Linked DNA regions of Mus musculus: region 1 is linked to region 2. A link is a contact called in public HiChIP or PLAC-seq data. All regions are on one chromosome and are shown on one strand. Each heading gives the region's core, a stretch centred on a gene start, on an enhancer-like site or on the middle of the called end of the contact. The rest is flanking DNA. Distances are from core to core; before and after follow the strand shown. Region 1 has its middle 160 kb from the start of Gm24070. Region 2 overlaps Gm35440 (a long non-coding RNA gene).

Region 1 (6,519 bases), core at 1,925-4,424, 190 kb after region 2:
TAAGAACACTCAAGTCCTCACTCACCTCTTAGTGTATTTTGGTATGCATTACAGTAGCATTATGTAGAGACACTATGCTGTAAACTACATAGGACTTACCTTGTATAACCAAATCTTTGTCTCCATCTTTCATGCTCCCCAGAGTCCCTGGCAGGTACTCTACTCTCCCCACTTCAGTAAGTCCAGCTATTTAAAATTCATCATAAAAATGGCACCATATAATAGTCATCCTTTTCCATCTGGCTTGTTTTACTTAGCATAGCATCCTCCAGACCCATCTATGTGCTCAAAATGGTAAAAGTTCCTTCTTTTTTTTTTTTGAAATAATTACATATTTTTATTTTATGTGCATTATGTCTATGTGAGGGTGTTGGATCCCCTGGAACAGGAGTTACAGACAGTTATAATCTGTTATCTGGGTGTGGGTTGAACTTAGAACCTCTGCAAGAGCAGTCAGTGCTCTTAACAGCTGAGCCATCACCTTTCCAGAGTTCCTTCTTCTTAATGCTGAATGATATTCCATTTTGTGTGTGTGTGTGTGTGTGTGTGTGTGTCCAGCATCTGTTGGTGAATATATTGCCTCAATACCTTAGCTATTATGAGTTGTGCTACAATGACCACATGAACACAGATATATCCTTCAGGATTTCTGGACCCTATGCTAGCTCTCTTTTTACCCTTTTGCTTTTCCCTTTGTGGGATGAGGGTGAGAAGAATCAGGCTTTCGGGCATCTCCGCACTGTCAGATTAGAACTTCCAGTTACCACCCAGGGCTTAAATATTTATGCTGAAGCCTCACACTTGTGTTCATCGGGCAAAGCCTGCTGCACACTGATTCTATTCCCTGAGGCAACTACTTCAGAAGCAGGAAGCAGAGTACCGGGCAGGAAAGCAGGGAGACAGCAAGAAAGGTAGAAAGAAGTCTTTGAATTGTTTCTTCTTGAAAATTCAGGATCTATTATATTGTCTTTTTAAAATTTAGGAAGCAAAGACTCCATTCTAGTTAAATCATGGTGACTAGTATCGAGTTCACTTTTGTTAAGATTTTTTATGTGTGTATGCACACTATTTAAATGCCTGTTTCCTGCGAAGGCCAGAAGTGGGCACCGGATCCCCTAGGACTGGAGTTACAGGTAGTTGTGAACCATCATGTGGGTGCTAGAAATCAAACCTGGGTCCTATGGAAAAGTAACAAGTACTCTTAGCCAGCCATTATTTCTCCAGTCTCGTAAATATTCATTGTTAATAATTGAGAAACGTATGACTTAAATGTCAAAAATCATGTATTATATGACCACTGTTGAGCCAAAATATAGTTGGGAGTTTCTTCTATGCTCTCAAAAGATAATCAAATACAGAAGGAAATAGTCATACACAGGCCAGAATCTTTTTTGTCTTTCTTTCATTCTCAACTCAAGTTCAGAAACTCATCCGGAGAATCTTAATAATAATTTGCAACCTCAAAAATGTTAGCTTAGCTCAAAATTCACTTCTGTCAGAAAACTGAGTATCAAGCTCTTTACTAACTACATTTTAAATTTTTTTCAAGAGCAAGGAGGGACAGATAATAACAACTTCCAGAACACATCTCTGTTCCTCGCTGAAAAATTCAGTCACTAAGCCCATTGTCATTACCATGTCCCAAAGTCTTGGGCTTTGTTTGTTTCTTTTTTTTTTTTTTCTTAACTGATTGTTCTCCATCTGTGAGCAATTAGCATCTCCTCCTTGTAAACAAGTGGAAGTTCGCAGCTATTCCTCTCCAGGTGCTTACTGTTTGCTTCAGTCCCCAGTTCACAGTACTATGTTAATTCCATCTACCTACAAGCAACTTAAATTCAGGAACCAAGCACTGTTTATGTAGGAGCCTCTTCAATATCTAGCCCCGTGTTTTACATAGACAGGAACCCAGCCATTGTTGTTGAATAGAGCCATTGAAATATAGCATTTTAAAAGAATAATTCTGGATGATTAATCTGGCTGTGGCATGTGAGAGAGACGGAAAAGTACAAAGAATGGAAGCAGAGGAATCGCTTAAGTAGCTGTGATAATGTACTACTATGTGACAGCAAGGCCTAGACCATGGTGATGGCTGTGGGGATAGAAACAGAGTATGAAAGACATTTTAGAGACAAAATAAAGGCATAGTGGCAGTGACTGGATAGAGTGGCAGATGGGTGTGGCAGAAACAATAAGCTGATCACCACACAAATCCATGACTTCTAGAGGGTTCTCAACAAGTGACAATCCAGTTGGAGCCTCCCTACCCCAGGCTTACTCACACTTATCTGAACTACACAACTAACATTAGCCATTGAAATGCAAGAGGAAGTTACATATGCTACTTCTGAGTTGGTGTGGCTAAAAACAAATGGGTAGAAATATCCCTGTGACCCCCACAGTGACCTTTTACCAACTCAACCTGGAAAGAAAGAAAGAAAGTTAGGGCCCCAAGAGAGGAAGATGCCTATGTCCCAGAGTGGCTGCCCAGTCGAGAACACTGACAGGCTCTGGGTCAGACCTAACTTGCGTTGAGTCACTGAAACTTTCATGTTTGCTTGTTAGTGCAGCAACTGCTACCTTACTAACAATAAACAGAAAGGGACAGGGACAGTTGTGGATGCTCTTTGGTGGCACTGTCTTAATATAATGAGAGATTTCAGTAGCAGGATCATTTAAGAGGGAAGTTATCAACACCTAACTGAATAACATCCTCACTCGAGGAAATGACATAAACTTGGGATGAGAAGACTTAACTCTGTATTCAGCAGCTCTCCTTAAAAACTAATCCATCTTGTGCTGAAAGATGATTTGGTGCTCCAGAGTGTGTACTGCACTTGCAGAGAACTCAGGTTTGGTTCCTGGCAACCATAACTGGAGGCTCACAAATACTTATTCTAAGGGACCATGATTTTCCGAAGAGTGAGAGATACCCTGGACTCAAATAGTGTGTAAAAGCAAAGAGTGTTTTATGCTGCAGAAATCCAGCATGCTGGGGTCTCCCAATTACCAAGATAAAGAGATAACCAAGTGAGCTCCCAGGCCACATTTACAGCACATTAGTGGAATTCCCGGATAGGTGACCTTCATCCTGCTCCATCTCTAGGGACTTTCCAGAACAGTTACCAGGCACTGGGGGGCTGGAAACTGTTGCTAAGGAAGTCTGGAAACTGCTGCTGACTCATTGTCCTTGCCTCAGGCAACTTGCAGAGCAACTTCTAAGGCCTGGACTTTGCCTGGACTTGCCCAGTTCTTATAAACAGAGATTTAGGCCTTGTCTCCTGAACTGCCAATTTGAAGCCTGTCATGAAATCAACCTAGCCTTTTCTTTATAACCCTAGCTCCAAGGGATCTGACACCCTCTTCTGGCCTCTGTGGGCACTAAACTCACATGCTCAAACCCACATCCCCAGCTTCCCTTTGCCTCAGCCTTTGCTCTCAATTTCCTTATCTGCTGGACAATATGCAGAGAAAAGTCTTGTAAGCAATAAATAGGTATTCTGATGTAAAACATTATTATAACCTTAGCATCCACTGTTAAAACTGTAGGAGGCCATATTGATCTCTTCAATGAGAAAACAATAAATCTTAATAACAGTTACTAAAACTGAACCCTTCCTTACCTCATATAATTTTCATGATATAGATACTATTATTATCATTAATTTATAATGAAAAAAATCTGAAGCACAGATGGGTTATGCAATTTTCCCAAGATCATGTCACTAGTAAGTGGAAAAGTGGGGATCAAGCCTAGGCAGGCTGACCCCCAAATTTTTGCCCTTAACCACCACAGAAGGATGTCCTTTCAAGGCACATCTCCCTCCTCTTAGATGTGAAATCTCAGGTCGTGTCACACAGGTGGTTATGCACTAAATATAGAGTATAGTGACAGAGAAAGCAATTTTCTCCCCGGGAAAATTCTAGTTTCTCATAAAAGGCTGGTTCTGCAGAAAATCACTGAGCTGAGAATGCATAAATTACTAAGGAAACTGAACCAGATATTTGAGCAGAATTTATGTTGATAGAAGAAAAAAACAAAATGAGCCTTCCCCTTGCTGTATCTCTCAAATATGATGCTGAAGGGATAAGCATATGGATTTACTTCAGTATTTCCCAGTTCTCCCCCTGTGATTTTAAAACATATGAAGGTCATCAGGGAGATGGACATCAGTTCCTTGAACCCCTTCCAACGAAAGCACTAGTTTCAGGTGACAAAAAGTTTGCATCAAGGGGAACCTTCATCCCAGAAGCACATAGCATGTAAGCTGGGTGCTGTGAGATGCCAGGAGTGCCCACAACATACCCTTTCCTCCCAAGGCCCCAAGGAAAGTCTCACACCAGCAAAAAAAAATTGTCTGAAGACAATTGACATCAAGTGAACCTCCTTCTGGACAAATCCACCCATGCCCAGGATGGTCCTCTGGAATCCACCTGAAGCCTTAACATAAAGGAATAGGTTTTTATTCACATGTGCTTGAATCTAATCAGAGAAAATGTCATGCTATTTGTGGTGGTTCATGCCTCTTATCTGCCCTTGGGAGGTAGAAGTAATACTATCAGGAGCTCAAGACTCATCTCTGCCACCTAGCAAGTTTAAGGCCAGACTGGACTACATTAAACCCTGTCTCAAAAAAGTAAAGAGAACTTTTTATATCTGGACACCCTAGGGAATGTGGTTCTCCTTAAGTACCACCTTACTCATGCCTACTGATGCTGTTTGTGGTCATCTTCAGCCTCTTAGGACCTAGGCAGAACATTCTCAGTAAACTTCCATTTGCCTAGACTGCTCTCTTCTGTTTCCCACACAGATAGACTGGGGGTCTTTGCCGTGTTGTGGCTCTGTTACAGGTGCTCTACCTCTGACAATGCCTCATCTTGACTAAGACTCCCAAATCAGGATACATTGGTAAAAATCTTTTGAAGATGGCAGGAAATGATGTTGTAAATAAAGAAAAACGAAACAGAAATCAGAAAAAGAAAAGATAACAGGGGGTTGAGGACATCTCCGAAGGAAGACAATTACCCTGCAGTCTATTCTTTCCTCCCCCAAAGGCAGGGGTCTCTGTAACTCTGGTCAACAGGCTATCAGAAAGAGAGAGAGAAAATAAAGAGTTGTTTTTTACCTCTGAACACCACCACTTACTTGGACTTATATGCTATATAACTGATCCTTACAATAGTCCATTTTACAGAAAACTAGGGCCAGGTGGCTTAAGAGATACACTTACGGTTGTGGATTTCCAAGCAAAACATGTCTATGAATTCTCAGCCAGGCTGTTTGCCTCACACCACAATTCCAGGATAACAGTTGGGAAGGAATGCAGGCCCTGTTGACAGCCAGCTGGAGGTTGAGGATGAATCACAGGCTCTGTGGGGCTCCGTGCTTTGTCATGGAAAACGATGTTACATTACAAGTGGATGATCTATAACTCTGAGTGTCTAGGAATCCAGAGGCCGATAGCCATGAATTTTCATAAACTACCATTGTTTAAATTGCCAGTTATGATCTATTAGTGGATTATGAAACTAATTTAATGGTTAGCCACCTCTTCCCTTTTTAAGTGAAACAGAGTTGTAAAGGTCTAAGTAGATCAAGATAAGGTGGGATAAAGTGAAATTAGATGAAATAGTAAAAACAAAACAAAAAACAACAAAAAGTCAGCATTTATCCCACCTAGTAAGGGTAAACACTGTTTTAAAGTAAGTTTGTTTAATGAGGAATAATATAAAATATACTTCTTGCTAGAGGACATGATCCAAAATGATTGAAATCTAGATTCAATTTATAGCCCCACACAGAGCTTTATAACAGGGTTTTACTATATTCCTCCAGATAGTTGCCGGTTTTATATTTTAATTGTGGATGGCCTTTTCTCTGTTTTTTTTTTTTTTTTGTTTGTTTGTTTGTTTCTGTTTTTAAAATATTTTTCCTTAAGCCAAGAATTTTTATCCCATCCTTCCCTGTATCACCTCGAAATGCAGTCCCTTTGGGGAGATTTCTAGTGGCTGTCACAGACAGGGATATGAAAGGAAGAGAGAGGGAGGGAGGGAGAGAGGGAGGGAGGAAGGAAGGGAGGGAGGGAGGGAGGGAGGGTATCATGGTGCTGAGCAGGTCTTCAGAGCATGCTGAGCCTGTAACCTCTGGTTCTCTGAAACAGAGAACAGGACAACAAAACTCTAGCTGGAATGTTGCTGAGGCTCTGGACTCTGGGCAGTAATGTCGCTGTCTGAGAGGAACAGGACTGCAGTTACATCTTTGCTTCTTACATCTCTCCTTGTGGGGAGATGATTTACATAAATGTGTTCTGAGACTTCAAATAAGGATCTGTTGGGGTAGGGATTCTCATTTTAAGGAAGTATGACTAGTTACCCAGGAGAAACTGTGTAAAGTCATAAGGGAAATGAAGTTTTTGGGGAGACTGAGGCCCGAGGCTTCTAGCCTGTTGCTCAAAACCAGCATCTCCAAAGCAAGGTTGTTCCCCTCAGTAGAAGTTTATGCAGGTAAGATAGGAGCTGCAA
Region 2 (7,126 bases), core at 2,842-5,341:
AGCTCAATGTTGACATTTTAATAGTATTTTCTAGTCTGTCAAAATAGCAACTTTATTTTCACATAAATTCTGATTCTACCATAACTAATAACTTCCTCCTTAAAAAAAAATGACAACTGGTGTCATTCACTAAATTCTCAGTGGCACAGTGTGGTGACAAACTGTCCCTACACTTTCACCTGAGGCTTGAAATTCTCATTTCTTAATCCAGACTTTATTCTTTCAAACCATATGCTATAGCCAAGTGGCTCTTTAATAAGGTGGCGTCGGTGGGGGGGGGGGGTACTGTAAAGATATAAAATGGCCAGTTCACAGAGTCCCTTCCTGCAGCATCCATGAAGCTGGGCACCCAGTAGAGACACTGCATCTCTGCAGTTGTCCCAGTGGAGCCGAGCCATCTCTGAATTTCTGCTTCACCCTCCTTAGCCTCCTGGGCCAAGGGCTCCCCAGCAAAGAAGAAAATCGGAAAGCAGTCTTCTGTTGTAGCTCAGATGAAAGCCTCCACCGGGAGTTAGGGATGTAGTGCAATTACTGAGGTGCTTGTCTGGTACACAAAGAATCTCTATGGCAATCTGCATCCTGGGAAGGCTGGGAAAGCCTCGTGTAGCTCCTTAACCTCCCTCCGCAGGCCCTGGCTCGACAGCCCCTAAGCTGTGAGCTGCAGTCTTGGCCAGCACTTGATAGAGTGGAAGGAAGACCCGTGTAGTTGGCTTTCTCTTTTCCATTTGATTTCCTATAGAATGGTTCTTAAAACTCAAGCTTCTGAACGAAATCTCTTCTTCTCTGTAATTTAATGCTTCATTTGCATTGCCAATAATTAACAGCGAGAAAGACATCCCGGGAGACTGCTAGCATTCAAGTTCCGTGGCTGCATCTGACCGGAGGCACAGTTAGGAACAGAAGCCAGGATATCCCAGCTTATTGCCCCAAGAGTCAACAGGGCAGGAAGCCTAAAGGAAGAGGTATTCTTCCAGGTCAAAGGTCGGGTTGGGAGTAAAGATGTATACATCACTGGCGCAAGATAGAACTAGAAGAGGATCGCAGAGCCTCTGCCTGTCACTGTCCACTCTAAATATTATCAAGCTCCTTCTCTCTAGGCCAAGAGCATCTATTTCTTTACTCTGTGGTGGTATCATCAGTGTCCATGAATCAGGACAGGAAGAGCATGGCAGTGTTCATTTAGTCACAAGCCTTGGTTGAGGTTGTAATATATTACAGGCTCAGTGCTTGGCACACAAAAGCAGACACTACTCCCAACCCCACACAGTATACAGTCCGTGGGTTTTTGGTTGAGTGTATAATTACAACCAGTAGCCACATTAGGAGAGTATGTAATGGGATACCTGGCCTAGTCTCAGATAAGGAATGGGGCCTATGAAGAAAGAGTTAGTTTTTGTTGGAGTCTGAAGAAATACCTTGGAATTATTCGGGTACAAGTAGGTATTCTAGTTTAAGAGAATTTCATAGGCAAAAGAAAGAGGTGGATGGAGATGGAAGATGGTGGATTAAGATTGGTACTGGTGAGTCATGGTCCCTAGAAGATGGTGGATTTAAGGACTGGCACTGCTGGGTAATGATCTCTTTTGGGGTTGAACAACCTTTTTACCGGGGTCACCCAAGACCACCAGAAAACATAGATATTCACATTATGATTCATAACAGTAGCAAAATGACAGTTATGAAGTAGCAATGAAAATAATTTTGTGATAAGGGTCATCACAACATGAGGAACCGTATTAAGGGTCACAGCACTGGAAGGCTTGAGAGCCTCTGGGTTACACGGAGAAAGCAAGAAACCCAAACAGCATACGGGGGCATGGCGTCAGAGGACACAGAAGTGGTGGGAGGATTGGGCCACACCGGTTTGCAGGCCATACTGATGGCAGGAGTGTCAGCACATTGTAAAGGTACTGTGGTGGCCCAGGGGACTCAAAGCAAGGGGACAGAGGTGGCAACTGAATGCAAACACAGAGATTTTTAACAGTCCTAAAATGTAGATGATCAAGGTGTCAGTGCATAAGGGCTGAAAACGAGATGGAAAGTGGTCTGGGCAAGAGTCCACAGATGAAGAGGAACAGCCAGGAAGGAGAGGTGAAAAAATCTAGGGGAGTCTGTGGGACAAGGCTCAGTAGTTGGACACGGTGGCACAGGGCTATACCCTCAGCCAGGTAGAGAGACTGAGGCAGGAAAGTTTCAAGTTTGAGGCCAGCTTGGGTTATACAATGAAACCTTGTATCAAAATAAAATTTAAAAAGAGCAATGGATATAGCCCAGCGGTAGCACATGCAGGGCCTGGGTTCAATCCTCAGTAGCGCAAGGAAAAGAAAGGGGGCCACCAAACGGGCTCAGGGTTTAATTAAAGCAGGTGTCTAAAAGCTCTCTGTTATTGGGGGTTACCCTATATATAGACTGGGGTCTCTCTCCTGTCACCATTTCTGGGTTTTGTTGCTTTGTTTAGGCTTGCAGCTTGCAGGTGGAAGGTGAGGAGAAGGGGGCTGGTGGAGCACCTCACTTCGTCATGTATATCTGCCGGAGAGATGAAGACTAAATGGCTTTACCTACTTAGAGTGGCAGTTTATTGCCTGTTTAGCTTACAAGACAGCAATCCCCTCCCTGAAGGGGAGGGCAGCATATAAATGCAATTTACGTCTCTGGCAACTACCTACAGCCTTCCCTTAATGAATCAGTCAGACCATCATGGGCCTCCAAATTGGGTCCTCTGATCCTTTCAGCTTCCAGGTTCTTGCTTTCAAAGTTTATGACTGAATTGGAGACTATTTACAGCAAATGAGACATTTCTGTGAGCCTGGGGGAAGGGGCTCTGATAAACCAATGGTAGAGAATGGCAGAAGATGTATCTAGATGGCATTGGGGACGTGGGGATGGGGGACGAGAGCAATGCCAGGGATCAAACATACTGGACACAAGCTCTCCCAGCCCAGCTATATACCCTGTCCCTCCCCAGCAGGGTTTTTAAAGGCATATTTACATTGTCTTGATCTGTGTCTGGAAAAGGCATGGAGACAGCAGCCACTATTGGACTTAACAAATTATTTGTGTCGACGATGAAGTCCAAACCTACAGTAAACATTGACTACATTTGACCTGTTTTAAGCACGAGGAATTAAGATGGATCTAGGTTTCTGTGTTAGTCAAGGTTGGGGCAGAGATCAAAGAGTATGCTCAAAAGAAATGGCTGAAGATAATTAATGCAGGGGCTGTTTCTAAGCAGTGTTAATGGAAGGCAAAAGGGGTTATGGAAACCCTCGCCCATCTGAAAATCTCTAACACTCCCAGGCATCTGTGGGGAAAAGGGCTGTGTATTCAGGTGGCCCAGTGCTTCCCTGATTCTGAAAGACAAAGGAGCCACACTCTCTCACCAAGCCTTCCTGAGCCAGCCACACAGCTAGGTGCAGAGGAAGGCTCAAAGTTTCTGAGTGGCAAGCAGGAAAAACCCACCCGTGAACACAGAGGCTTGTTCAGAATCGTACATTCATTTGGATCAATATATTTATGCTGATCTATGGGCTTCATTGTCAATGCTCCTCTGGTTCCATGATGCAGTTGAACCCACATCAACAATACTAAACAAGCCAACGAAACCAGCCCTGTTAGCTCAGTACACGGCGGCGCTGGCGAGGCTGGAAGGGAGCTGTACTGAAGCGAATTGTTTGGTAATTCCTGGACTTCCCTTCTGAAGTCAGCTGTGCCTCTGGCCACTGGCCTCTTTTTGCCCCACCCCTCATGCAAAAGGAGCCAGGATTTTGAATTATTGATGAAATCAGACTAAATTTGGGGATTACATGTCTCCATCCCGCCTGTTGTTTGTCCAGTAAATAGCATTTCCTCTGTAAAACTGGAGCTTTCATCTCAGGAGTGTGGACCAGACTTAAACAGACATGGAAGCTTCCCTTGGAGAAAACCTTCTGTGATGCTGGAGCGCTTTGATCTGCGCGCTCTCGGCTGCCATGAAAACACAGAGGCCGCCAGGACACTTTCCCCTTGGCCCGATTCACTTCCCACTGTGGAGTACACAGAGAAACAGACTTTGCTCCTGGTCTTTTTCCTGGCTCAGCTACAGCCTCTCTCACTGGAATTTACTAATTTCTGAGCAGTTAAAATGTTCTCTTTGGTGAGACAGAATCCTTCCGGGGCCCTAGTGGAGACTGGCAGACCTGCTCAGACAGCGCCCTCTGCTGGACACTTCTGGGATCGCGCGTGCCTGGAGGGCCGGGCCAGTTCTGACCTGTCAAGGTGGCAGTCACAGCTGGGTTGTTGAGACACCTGAAATGTGTGTGCGACCTTTTTTTTTTTTTTTTGCCTAGAACACCTCAGTCCTTAATAACCAAGATGCACAAAGAAACCATAGAATTGAGGAAGACACCCCCCCCCGATTTGTCATAATAGAGATTTCTAAACAATGTGCAAAAATCCCTAGGGTATATAAGACTAATAAATTGGACTATGTTAACACCAAGAACATCTTTATGGCTGAAAAAAAAAACATAAAAACTTAAGAGACAAAGGGGCAAAATGCTTTCAATATAGGATCAGTATCTAGAATATATAAAGAATCTCTTTAATAAAAAGAAATGAAAAAATCTAATAGGAAAATATTGCAAAGATACAAAATGCCAGTTCACAGACAAAGAAGTACAAATAGCCCATAAATACACAGCAAACGTACTCAGTTTCATGGTCAAGCAGGAAAATGGACTCCCAAACCCTAGAAAACATCTACAAAAGCTAAGCCAGCTTATTTCCATATTCTGCTGTCAGGGATACAAGCTTTGTAGAGTGACTTGACAGCAGCTACTAAAATGTGAAGTGACTTACATGGCCGCCTAAACGGAGCTGGCTAAGTACATCGGCTCATCCAAAAACACAGATACAGAGCAACGTCTTTGTTTGCTTAGTGCAGTGCAGGGCGTGAAACCAGGGGCTCTATGCAAGCCACACCACCAGGGGCTCTATGCAAGCCACACCACCACCGTGCCACTGAGCTATGCTCCCAGACACTTTTTTTTTTTAAGATTTATTTATTGATTATATGTAAGTACACTGTAGCTGCCTTCAGACACTCCAGAAGAGGGAGTCAGATCTCGTTACAGATGGCTGTGAGCCACCATGTGGTTGCTGGGATTTGAACTCTGGACTCTTCGGTAAGAGCAGTCGGGTGCTCTTACCCACTGAGCCATCTCACCAGCCCGCTCCCAGACACTTAAGGTAGACTTTAAAATAATGTATTATGTGTACTGACAGGTAAAGAACTCAGAAACTACTACTGACTGAGCAAAGACGATGAAGCCACGGAGTGACACATGCTATCATGACATATGTAAAAAGCCTAACCATACAACACAGTGTGTTTCTCTACAGGTAAGGTAACATACATGTTTAATGCATTGCAAAATGCATGAGGCTCATTTAACTGATAGGGAGAGCTACCTCTGGAATAAAAATGAGAATAGAAATGACAGATGTCTGTCTTCTCTGTAATGTTGATTTTTTAAAGAGGATGCCTTCATAGATTACTTGAAATGACTAAAAGCTACTTTTAAAAGAAGAAACTTTTTTGTTTATCCTATTAATGCACTCAGAATGGTCAGAGGGTCTTGCAGCTAAAAAGTAAAACAGGGCCTTAGGTGATCCATGGGAGGGGGAGGGGGTGTGAAGTAAAACACACCATGGTTGTCATGGAGATGGCTTCATTCACTAGCAATCACCCTGAACATCTAGCTACACATAATCTCCAATTACTAATTATCTCCCATTCAATGTCTTATTTGTAAGACTTGGTTCATAGACCCTATGGTAATAATCCTATTTAAGGTGGTTGGTGTACATGGACTATCTCATTTAAAAGTCCTTTGTGTCTCTCTTTCTCCTCCTTCTGTCCATACGAGGCCATTTAGGTTTAGAGATATTAAATAACTTTCCCAAAGACAATTAGCTGATGTGTGGGCTGGATTTTTCCTAACCAGAGAGCTTTCACATTAAGACACTTAAACTATATCACACAACTGTGAACAGCTCTGTAGTCTTTTTAATGTCCAAATATTCGCTTCCTGTCAGACACGCTCCTGGTTTCTCTGACTCTCATGCTGCATTCCTCGTCATCACATTGTAGCTGATTCATTTGTGAGCGGAATCAACCACAGGACCAGGTGCTGTTCCAACTCCAAGACGAGCAAGAAGCCCGATTCCAAGCGACGGCCGCAAGGTAACTTCAAACAAATTTTGGGGCCCAAGCAATTGACTAAAACCCAATAATAACGGTTGTTTTTAATTCTGTCGTCAAATTCAACTTGGTTCATGTTCCACATCTGAAAATGTTCCATCACAATGTGGAATGCATCCCGTGGATACAGCCTAATGTCATTGATGACCATTCCTGCCAGGCAGAGAAAATATGTCTAGCCTCAGAGATTATAAGATGTGCCCCAGTGAGACTCTTGAGTTCCCTTTGGACAAGAGGTGGGCCCTTTTGTTCTAGAAAGGTTTTCCAGTGATGTTTCTGGAATAACGTGTGAGTAAACAGGGCATTGGGCTTACAAGTCAGTTCTAACATTACCTATCCATCTTTAAGCCCACCCCGCACGTTAAAATAAATTGACTTTTTTTCTAAGCTCAAGAACATGAATGTCTATGAATAATTCATAGCCTGGCAGTTGACACACAGGTCTGAAGGCCCAGATGCCTGCAAGTAAATGGGACCCAAAGTGTGAAGATCACACAGTGGATTTTAAGTAGTATCACGTAGCAAGCGCGAGAGAGCACAAAAAAATGCTCTGCAAATAATAAACGCATCTCAGCCGCTGGCTATGTACACAAAGCCAGCCCCTCTCAGATAATAGTAATTGAAAGTCACTCGCTTCCAGAATAGGGAGGGGGAGATAAATCAGGAAAAGCAATCTGCAAAAAGGATTAAAACATTAGGGTTTTAATGAACTATGTGTCCGGGCAGAGAAGGGCATTTATATCTCCTTTCCTGGGTTGGAAGTCCTCATTCTTACTCTCAAAGGGGGTGGTGGTGGGGGTGGGTGGAGGGCAGAGGCTGTAGATGGCCTAGATCCATTCAGGGGTTTTATCCCTTGGCTTCCCAACAGCTTAACTCTGACAGAAT

The links. HiChIP or PLAC-seq counts read pairs in DNA pulled down with a chosen protein or histone mark.
Region 1: an H3K27ac HiChIP or PLAC-seq map of embryonic stem cells shows a contact between it and region 2, with 4 times the contacts expected there. The contact joins two enhancer-like sites. A contact is called at or near these places in 5 of 484 Hi-C or Micro-C datasets (the N1E-115 cell line, Th1 cells, liver and 2 more), 7 of 115 datasets of contacts at active chromatin or transcription factors (T-cell acute lymphoblastic leukemia, embryonic stem cells, epiblast stem cells and 1 more) and 1 of 9 other capture datasets (embryonic stem cells).

The regions. Positions count from the first base shown.
Region 1 is chr12:77,967,022-77,973,540 of GRCm38.p6, forward strand. No RefSeq gene overlaps it. Among named protein-coding and RNA genes, the nearest start is that of Gm24070, 160 kb to the left of the region's middle. Within about 2 kb of position 3,175, at least 41 of the 459 cell types and tissues checked have an H3K27ac peak or open chromatin away from gene starts, as enhancers often do. A contact at or near this core is called in embryonic stem cells, where this site is marked.
Region 2 is chr12:77,777,385-77,784,510 of GRCm38.p6, forward strand. It overlaps Gm35440 (a long non-coding RNA gene), which reads left to right. Exons shown (of 4, transcript XR_381711.3): 2 at 5,263-5,379; 3 at 6,131-6,223. Among named protein-coding and RNA genes, the nearest start is that of Gm35440, 31 kb to the left of the region's middle. Within about 2 kb of position 4,092, at least 49 of the 459 cell types and tissues checked have an H3K27ac peak or open chromatin away from gene starts, as enhancers often do. A contact at or near this core is called in embryonic stem cells, where this site is marked.